Regions from separate parts of the Mus musculus genome. Here all the other regions are linked to region 2. Evidence: chromatin contacts called from public HiChIP or PLAC-seq and promoter capture Hi-C data. All regions are on one chromosome and are shown on one strand. Each heading gives the region's core, a stretch centred on a gene start, on an enhancer-like site or on the middle of the called end of the contact. The rest is flanking DNA. Distances are from core to core; before and after follow the strand shown.

Region 1 (2,832 bases), core at 89-2,588, 470 kb after region 2:
AACACTGGTTGCTCTTCCTGAGGACCAAGGTTCAATTCCCGGCATCTGTACCGCAGCTCACAACTTTCTTAGCTCCAGTCCCAGGCGATCAGATGCTCTCTTCTGACCCCTAAATGCTACCATTGATAGCCACATATGGCTGGGAAAACATCCATACACACTAGAATAAGAGGCAGTTTTTAAAAGTGACTAATACAGACAGTATTAATTCATCAGGTTAAAAAGCACTTTCCAGCAAACCTGACCCCCTGAGTTAGACACATGGGACCAGCGACAGAAGTGACTGGACCTCACAAGTTGTCCTCTGACCATCACATATGGGCCATCTTCCTCCTCTGTCTAAAAAATAATAATCACCATCAAAACCCAACTAGTCAATCATAATCTATGTTGGCCTGGGGGGCCTAGGCATCCTGTGAGGATATGAGAAGGACCAAGTTTCTCTTCTTTCTTCTAAGTTAAAAAAAAAAAAAAGAGTGCCCGTCCCTACCACATGTAATTTACAGATGCCTTTCTCTCTCTAACAGTGTTCTCTTTGGCCCAGGCTAACCTTGAACTCCCTCCTGTCTCAGCCTCCCAAGCGATGATTCTGCACACTGAGTATCAAGCCCTGTTTATACTTAAAAACAAAACATAAACAATAAGAAAAACTTTTTTTTTAAATGTGTATGGGTGTTTTGCCAGCATGTATGTCTGCAACCATGTGCATCTCTGTCGCTTCCTGGAGGACAGAAGAGGGTGACAGATCCCTTGGGATTGGAGTTACAGATGGTTGTGAGCTACCCTGTGGGTGCTGGCAATCAAACCTGAGTCCTCTGAAAGAGCAGCCAACCCTCTTGGCCGCTGAGCCATCCCACCAGATCTTCATAATGTGTCCTTACCAGACCCACTTTTCCTTTCTTTCCTTCCCCTTTATAATTAGAAGGTTAAAACTTTATAAAGCAGGTGTGCCACACTGGCAGGCCTCTTCTCCCTGGGCTTCTAGAAGGTTCCTTGGCGGGTCTGCTGCACCTCACCTGCCTGGCGGGCGCCTGGGCCTTGGGCTGTCCAGCTCTTCTCTCTGCAAACACAGGCACGAGCTGGCTGGGAAAGCCAGGTAGCATGGACACGGGTGACCGGGGCACCGGTTTGGGAACCAGCCCGGGCTTGGCCGCCCTCCCTCCCGCCGACCGCACTGGCACTCACTGTCCTGCAGGCGGCGGCGGAATGCGGGGTCTCGGTGCCGCCTCCAGTCCAGGTAGACGCAGTAGCTGAGTAGGACGACCGCGCCGCCCGCTGCCAAGCCCGCCAGGAGACCGACGCCAAGACGGACGCTGGGCATTGGGTTGCCCTGCGAGCGTTGGGCACGGGCCAGCCACACGTGAGCAAACCCCGGGTCCCGAACCCAGGACTCGGGAATTCTGAGCCTTCTCCAGCCTGACAAGACCATTTCCTGTGGCCAGGGCATGCAGTGTCCTTGGGTCGCCTGGATTTCCCTTGCACTTCAATTGGCCCCACGTTATCTCAACTTAGCCCTGGTCAGGCTGGCCAGCCTCCTCCTGTAGGTCCCCAGAACACTCACAATCCAAGTTCTCCACCCACCATAACTCAGGAGAGGGAAAGGAATCGGAAGTAATAATATAGAAGAAAAGCAAACAAAATCATTTTGCCGGTGCTTTTCCCTTTATGTTTGTTTTATTCAGCAAACACAACAAAAGAATACACAGATTTTGTCTCAAAGATCATAAAGGCATTACAAAGCTAAACCTTGTTGTTTTCGTCGTTGTTTTTCAGAGACAGGTTTTCTCTGTAGCAGTGGCTGTCCTGGAACTCACTCTGTAAACCAGGCTGGCCTAGCCTCTGCCTCCCTGAGCACTGATGCTGGGATTAAATTCGTTTGTAATTTACATGTATGGCTGTTTGCCTGTAGGTGTATATCCATGTGTGATGGGCATGCTCAATGCCTACAAAAGAAGGTGTCTGGTCCCTGGAACTGGAGTTACTGACAGTTGTGAACAACCATGTGTACACTGGTAAACCCTTGCCCTCTACAAGAGCAACAAATGCTCTAAACCACCAAGCCATCTCTCCTAGGCCTGTTTTAATTCTTTACTTTGTTTGTTTGCTTGCTTGCTTGTTTTTGTTGAGACAGGGTTTCTCTGTGTAGCCCTGGCTGTCCTGGAGCTCACTCTGTAGACCAGGCTGGCCTGGAACTCAGAAATCCACCTGCCTCTGCCTCCCCAAGTGCTGGGATTCAAGGCGTGCGCCACCACCACCCAGTCTGCTTTAATTTTCAACCGTCCATGTAGCTCATGGTGGCCTGAAACTCTCCATCCTCCTGCCTCAGTTCCAAAGTCCTTAAATAGTTTTTGTTGTGCATTATTCAACTGTACTTACTAATTCACTGTTAACTACCATTATTGTCATAGCAAGGCACCCTATCTGCCCTGAATACCAGTGAGATTAAGAAGTCCCTGTCCTTGGTCTTAGACGTAGTGAAAGTTACACACTGCTTTCCTGAATAGTGCATGTTCTTCCTATGATAACTAAAGTCTTCTATTTGCAAAAGTTTATTATAAAAACAAAAACTGGCTGTCATTACAGGACAACGTCATGGTCTGTTGTAGCTGGGACTGTTGTGTGACAACATTTTCCCTGGGGAGACAACACACACATTTCCTCACCTCAGGTAGAAGTCCTACAACTGACCTAAGTACAAACACCACCGAAATCCAACTTGGTGAACCAGTGAGTTTTTATTGGAGTTACAGGAGTCGGGGTTCGGGGCCAAAGGAGCAGGAATGACTCAGAGACATCTGCATCCCCACAGCCCACTCCAGCACGGGTGACAGC
Region 2 (2,700 bases), core at 34-2,533:
AGGCGGGGTGGCTGGAGTGTAATCAGAGGCATCTATTTGTCGCCAGCTGCAGTGACTCTCTGCTTAAGTCTGGAACAAGGTCATCACTCTCAGCCTGTCACGCACAAGCGCACAGCGGGCCTGGCAGAGGCTCATTAGTATGCCACACATTCCATCAGCTAAATTTGCTATTTCATTTAGAATGCCTCTGATTGCATTTTTTATATATACATTCCCGGGCTCCTCAGAGGAACGGATGCCACTATTAGTGAGCTGACAGGCAGTCGAGCATACGTTGATGTGTTTGCCATTAAACTATGGGGGAGAGTTATTAAAAACATTTGGCTATCAACTATGAATTTGGTTAGAATCATTTAAGATATAGAAGTACTTTTAAACAAAAGAATAGGAAATAAATAAATCAATCAAAGAAGATTGGTGGGAGAAGAAGATCACTTAAATAAGTTGGAATTTACTAGAAATGATTTGTTTTGCTCTATAATTATGACCATATAAAAGAAAATGAATGCAGATATTTTAAGGCTATAAAAACATTCAGTTGACATTGGGCATTGGCTCCTACTGCTGCAAAAGACACATTACACATTTTGCAAACCTGATATTTTTGTTTAAACTGAGTATGTCCCTTTAAAAGATAATTAATGTTTATGGTAACCATGCTCTTCTCTATATTTCTTCAGACGTGATGGACCAGATGACATTTGTCTTACTACCTCACAGAAGAAGCAAGTGAGGCATCCTCTCCTATGGGCTGTGAGAGAGATGTACAATTTATGCTTCTACCAAGCGAGCTACTAAAACATGGAAATTTATGATTTTTGCCCCCTAGAAAAACCTCATTAAGCTCCTTGAAGAAATGCAAACCTCGTGAGCAGTAATCAAAGCCTATGAAGCCCCCAGAGCGGTTAACAGAGCCCACTTCATCAGACAGTCCCACCGGGGACAGAGCTGCCCGGGGACACGCTTCTTACTGAATTCATTATTGAAACTCCACTGCAGAGTCACCAGGCTAAACATCCCCCCATGCTAGAATGTTCCATAAGAAGCTTTCCTGAGAACATACTGACCTTTTGTTATTGCCAAATTCCCAGGAATCATCATCACGGGCGGCATCTGGAAGTACCCCACGCCAGGCAGATCCACGGGCAGAACAGTCCAGGCATAGGCAATGGCAGCCCATCACCAAGGACAGAATTCTGTACAACATAAACCTTCCTGTGAGTCACTGTAACTTAAAACTGCGGCTCCTGTGGGCAGCATCACGCAGCACCCGTGCCTATTCTATTTCGTTTTGTTTCTTTGGTTTTATTTGTTTTGTTTTGTTTGGGGGGGGGGGTGGGTGGCAGGGTTTCTCTGTGTAGCTCTGCCTATCCTGGATTTCTCTATTTCTACTAAAAGAAATTTCGGGCTTATGAGTCTGAATGAAACTACATTTAACCCATGAGATGAGGAAGGTGCCCTTTGTGGAGAATGGGCAAGAAGTTTGTGTTTGTGTGAGTGGATACCATGAGTATGCTGGAGTTAGCAGAGACCAGAAGAGGGCGTCAGAACCCCTAGAACTGACATTACAGTTAGGAGCATCCCATGTGAGGGCTGGGTATCAAAGGTTCTGCAAGATCAAGTGTAACCTCCCCACCCTCGGCCTGAAACCTGTTAGCTCAGGTTTCACTATTAGCAGGAAGGGAGCGTGGGGTGGAGCCTGCCGCCCCGCCCCATCGTTCTGCCACTCCCACTGCTGCTACCTGCTACCTGCCGCCTAGCTGCTCCGGAGCCAAGCACGTGGTCACCTGCAACTGGACTCCAGGATTGTTTGGCAGGAATGAGCCCCTTCCCCCTTCTTCATAACCCAGTGCACTGAATAGTAAAATTGAGCTTTGATTAGAAACCGGTTGTCTTAGCTCCGTTCTTTCTCCCGTCAGTCTAGTTCCTTTTCTTTCAGCTCGAGTCTGCCATCTCAGCCATACCAGTTCCTCGCGAGCCGCTGGACGGCCCGCGACAATCAAGGAGTGCTTTTAACCACTGAACTATCTCTCCAGACACTCTCCACCTACCCGACCCCCACCCCCACCTCACCCCACCCCACCCCCATCTTAATTTCCTACCGTTGCTGTGACAAAGTACAAGTGGAATAAACCAGCACAAGGGTTGTATGTCATCATCTTGGAGATGACATGTCTTAAATCACTCTGCTGTCAGGGCCCAGCTCCCTCTGAAATCTGATGTGGTCGATCCCTCCTTTTCTAGCTTCTGCCATTTATCAGCAATCCTTGGCATGCTCCTTAGCTTGAGGCTGCACTGCCCCACCTTCTGCCTCTGTTGTCCCACAGCCCTCTGGTCTCTTGTCTTCCTTTTCTTCTGAGGCCATCAGTCATACTGATTAGCACCCAACCTAATATCCTTGTTTTAACTGGATAACATCTGCTAAGACACAATTACCAAGGAAGGTCACATTCACAGGTTGCAGGACCAGGACATCGATCTGTCTTTTGGGAGATACTGCTTAACCCAAAATAGACCACTTTAGCTGGAAGAGTCTGCAATACTACAGGCAGATGACACAAGATGCAAACCAAGAGAGACATGGCCGAGGAAGACAGAGGGAACCTTGTTAGGGAAAGAGTATAGGCCACGAGTGGATTCATCAAGCTAAGACAATAAGTAAACTGAAGTCAATGCATATCAGATACAGTCACGGAAAAG
Region 3 (2,798 bases), core at 179-2,678, 300 kb after region 2:
ATCAGCGGTAGCTAGGCAGAGGCAGTCTCATTCAGGTCAGCAGGTCGTGCTGAGTCATTTTGAAGCAAATAACAGGTCTCAAAAATCGAGCCAAGCTCCGGTTTGTCCTCAAGGGCCAAATAGGGCCCAACAGAATCCCACTGATAAAGTTCTTGCCATCCTATCTGCATCACCACGCAAAACTCTTAAACACTCTGTGCCCATCACCTCTAAACTTAGAGAATCAATGTTGATTTCTTCAGTTCCTGTGACGAGCAAACACAGAACTATGGTACCATACCCAGTGCTTAGCTGTCATTGGCCGTAACTACTTATCACAGAAAAGGTTGGAGAGCCTCCAGTTATTAAAAACGGAGCTACACCTGGGAGAAATAAGCTGCTACTGAAGAAGACACTGCCCAGCAAGCAGTGTCAGAGCTAGATTCCCAGCTACAGAGTGTTCTGTCATTTCCAGCTCAATGGCTTCATGCCTTTTTAATCTGTATGTCATTCAGAGTTACACACAGTCCTCCAACTGAAAACAAACAGCTTCACTTTATCATGGTGCAAAAGCATTGTACATTTAATAGAAGCCCTGCTACCGATTTTGAGTTTTGAATTCTGCCCCATCCCTCCGGAAGCTACCAAGATTCATACAGTCCTTGCTTAGTCACCATAGAGCACAGTCAGCTATACAACCAGGAAAGAGGATGACAGTGTGATCTGTGAATACCTATGACGGTTTTTTTTTCTTTTGCAGGTTACGAACGTTACCGTGTTATAATTCAAGATTAGTTAATCAGACTAAAACCCTACCATAAACTCGGCACATCTGTATAGTGAAGAATATTGGGTCTAATTAATCGGTCTATAGCCCTAGAAGCCCATTACTGCAGGTAGAGAGGTTGGATATCAGATCCCTATGGAGTCAATACACAAAACTTTTTAAAATCCTGGTCACCCAGCACATTCTTCCCAGAGACAAGGTATCAGCCAGATTGCTTTCCTGGCAGCTGTAACAAACTCCCACTCAATACATGAGGGCTACCTTGCACTCATCTCAGTGACAGTGGAGTGCCAGCTACTAGAACATCCAGCCCTTTGAAAAGCCAGAGACTACAATAGTGACTAGGGTGCGTCCCTTTTGAGTCTGATGTGGTAAATCCTCCCTCACTGAGCTGCCTGCCTAAAAGCTGGCTCCCGTCTTTGTTAGGAATTCTGGTCACAAAAAAAAAAAAAAAAAAAACCAAAAAAAAAAAAAAAAAAAAACCTCCAATAAAATGCTGCAGGCGCATCAATAAAGGATATAATGAATCAAATGAGCCTCGTTCCCTACATTTACATGCAAAGGATATCAAAGGAGCATCCCGCTTGTTCCTGAGACCACACAATGGATTCTTTTGTGTGAGGGGAAGGAAGATATATGAAGCTGAATTAGGAAGCAATTCCAATTAAAAGGGTTGTGTTTAAGGCTCCAAAGACAATGCAGCCTTTGCTAGACAGTTAGCTATTACTAGTGTCTGGCTGCCGAGGTGGTTTTGTGGTAATTGAACTGGATCCGAGGGGAAGGAACACAGCAATCCTACCTCTTCGGGGAAGGAACACAGCAATCCTACCTCTTCGTATTAGTCTCTGGGACTCCCAACTTCCTCCGGGATAATGATAACCCCTGCCCAAGAGGGTTGCTGTGGGAATGACAAGAAATAAGGCACAGGGATGACTCTGGGCAGTGCCAGGCACGTGCTAAGAAGGTCTGCTCAGCTACAGCTGTGACTTCCTCCCTCTGGGCTGGCACCTTGCCTGTGTGCATGGGCCAGAAGGACACAGATGACAAGTGAGTGGGCTCAACAGTATGTCTGGATATGGATAGCACCCGGAACACGGTAAAGGGAACGTTGTCCTTTGTCACAAAGGCAAGCCCAGGTGGGTAAGATGGTTCAATGGGTAAATGTGTTTGCTGCCAAGTCAGATGAGCTGAGTTTGATTCTCAGGATCTACGTGGTGGAAGGAGAGAACTGTACACCAACACACCCACACACACATATCAAGCCAGGCTTCCTGTCCTGGAGAAATGAGGCTCTTTTTTTTCCAGATATTGGAAACCTGGAAGATGCCGTTTAAATTAACCCCCACATTTCCTATACATCTCTCGTATTTGGCAGCCTTGGGATCAGAATTAATAAATTTCACCCCAGAGATAATTTTTTTCCTATGCTATATCATCTGTAGCTTTCTTCAAGAGTCGCCACTTTTTTCTTGTTCTTTTCCTCCTGTTTTTGAAACATGGTCTCATTATGTAGCCTTGGCTGGCCTGGATGTCAGTATTTTGTCTAAGCTCTGCCCCACAGTTACCTGACAATAGCCAGGTCTGTCTGACTCACTATAAAAGGGGCTGCTTGCCTCTCCTCTCTTTCTTGCTGTCTTCCTGCTCCCTCTCTGTCTTCTCATCCCTTCCCCCTTCCCTCCATATTCCCTCCCCCTCTCTCCATGTGCTTATGACTGGCCTCTTCTGCCCTCCCTCTTCCCTGCCCCCCTTTCTCTGTCTCTACTACCCTCTCAACTCCCTCCCCATGTCCTGAATAAACTCTATTCTATACTACAACATTGTGTGGCTGGTTCCTCAGGGAGAAGGGATGCCTCAGCATGGGCCCTTGGAGGCACCCCCTTCCCCCATACCTTGCCACACATCCACCAAACATATTTCTCCCCCTTACCTTTTTATAATACACAACATTGGAATCACTCACACTAAGTTCAAAGTCTTCCTGCCTCTGCCTCTCTAGTGCCAGAATTGAAGGTGAATACCACCCACCCTGCCC

Evidence for each region. Promoter capture Hi-C pulls out the DNA fragments that hold promoters and counts their contacts. HiChIP or PLAC-seq counts read pairs in DNA pulled down with a chosen protein or histone mark.
Region 1: a promoter capture Hi-C map of liver shows a contact between it and region 2, with 4 times the contacts expected there. The contact joins the promoter of Tomm20l here to the promoter of 9630002D21Rik in region 2. A contact is called at or near these places in 3 of 39 promoter capture datasets (embryonic stem cells, liver and stem cell-derived epiblast-like cells).
Region 3: an H3K4me3 HiChIP or PLAC-seq map of stem cell-derived neural progenitor cells shows a contact between it and region 2, with 18 read pairs. The contact joins the enhancer-like site here to the promoter of 9630002D21Rik in region 2. A contact is called at or near these places in 1 of 15 datasets of contacts at CTCF or cohesin (the NIH/3T3 cell line), 1 of 484 Hi-C or Micro-C datasets (nephron progenitors), 2 of 115 datasets of contacts at active chromatin or transcription factors (embryonic basal ganglia and stem cell-derived neural progenitor cells) and 1 of 9 other capture datasets (embryonic stem cells).

Annotation. Positions count from the first base shown.
Region 1 is chr12:71,109,934-71,112,765 of GRCm38.p6, reverse strand. It overlaps Tomm20l (translocase of outer mitochondrial membrane 20-like), which reads right to left and starts at 1,338. Exons shown (of 5, transcript NM_029227.1): 1 at 1,186-1,338; 2 at 1,017-1,060. The coding sequence starts at 1,321. It overlaps Gm32906 (a long non-coding RNA gene), which reads left to right. Exons shown (of 3, transcript XR_381662.3): 3 at 1,073-2,015.
Region 2 is chr12:71,576,514-71,579,213 of GRCm38.p6, reverse strand. It overlaps 9630002D21Rik (a long non-coding RNA gene), which reads right to left and starts at 1,283. Exons shown (of 3, transcript XR_872814.1): 1 at 1,068-1,283.
Region 3 is chr12:71,278,646-71,281,443 of GRCm38.p6, reverse strand. It overlaps a transcript of 2700049A03Rik not described here. Among named protein-coding and RNA genes, the nearest start is that of Dact1, 30 kb to the left of the region's middle. Within about 2 kb of position 1,428, at least 18 of the 459 cell types and tissues checked have an H3K27ac peak or open chromatin away from gene starts, as enhancers often do. A contact at or near this core is called in stem cell-derived neural progenitor cells, where this site is marked.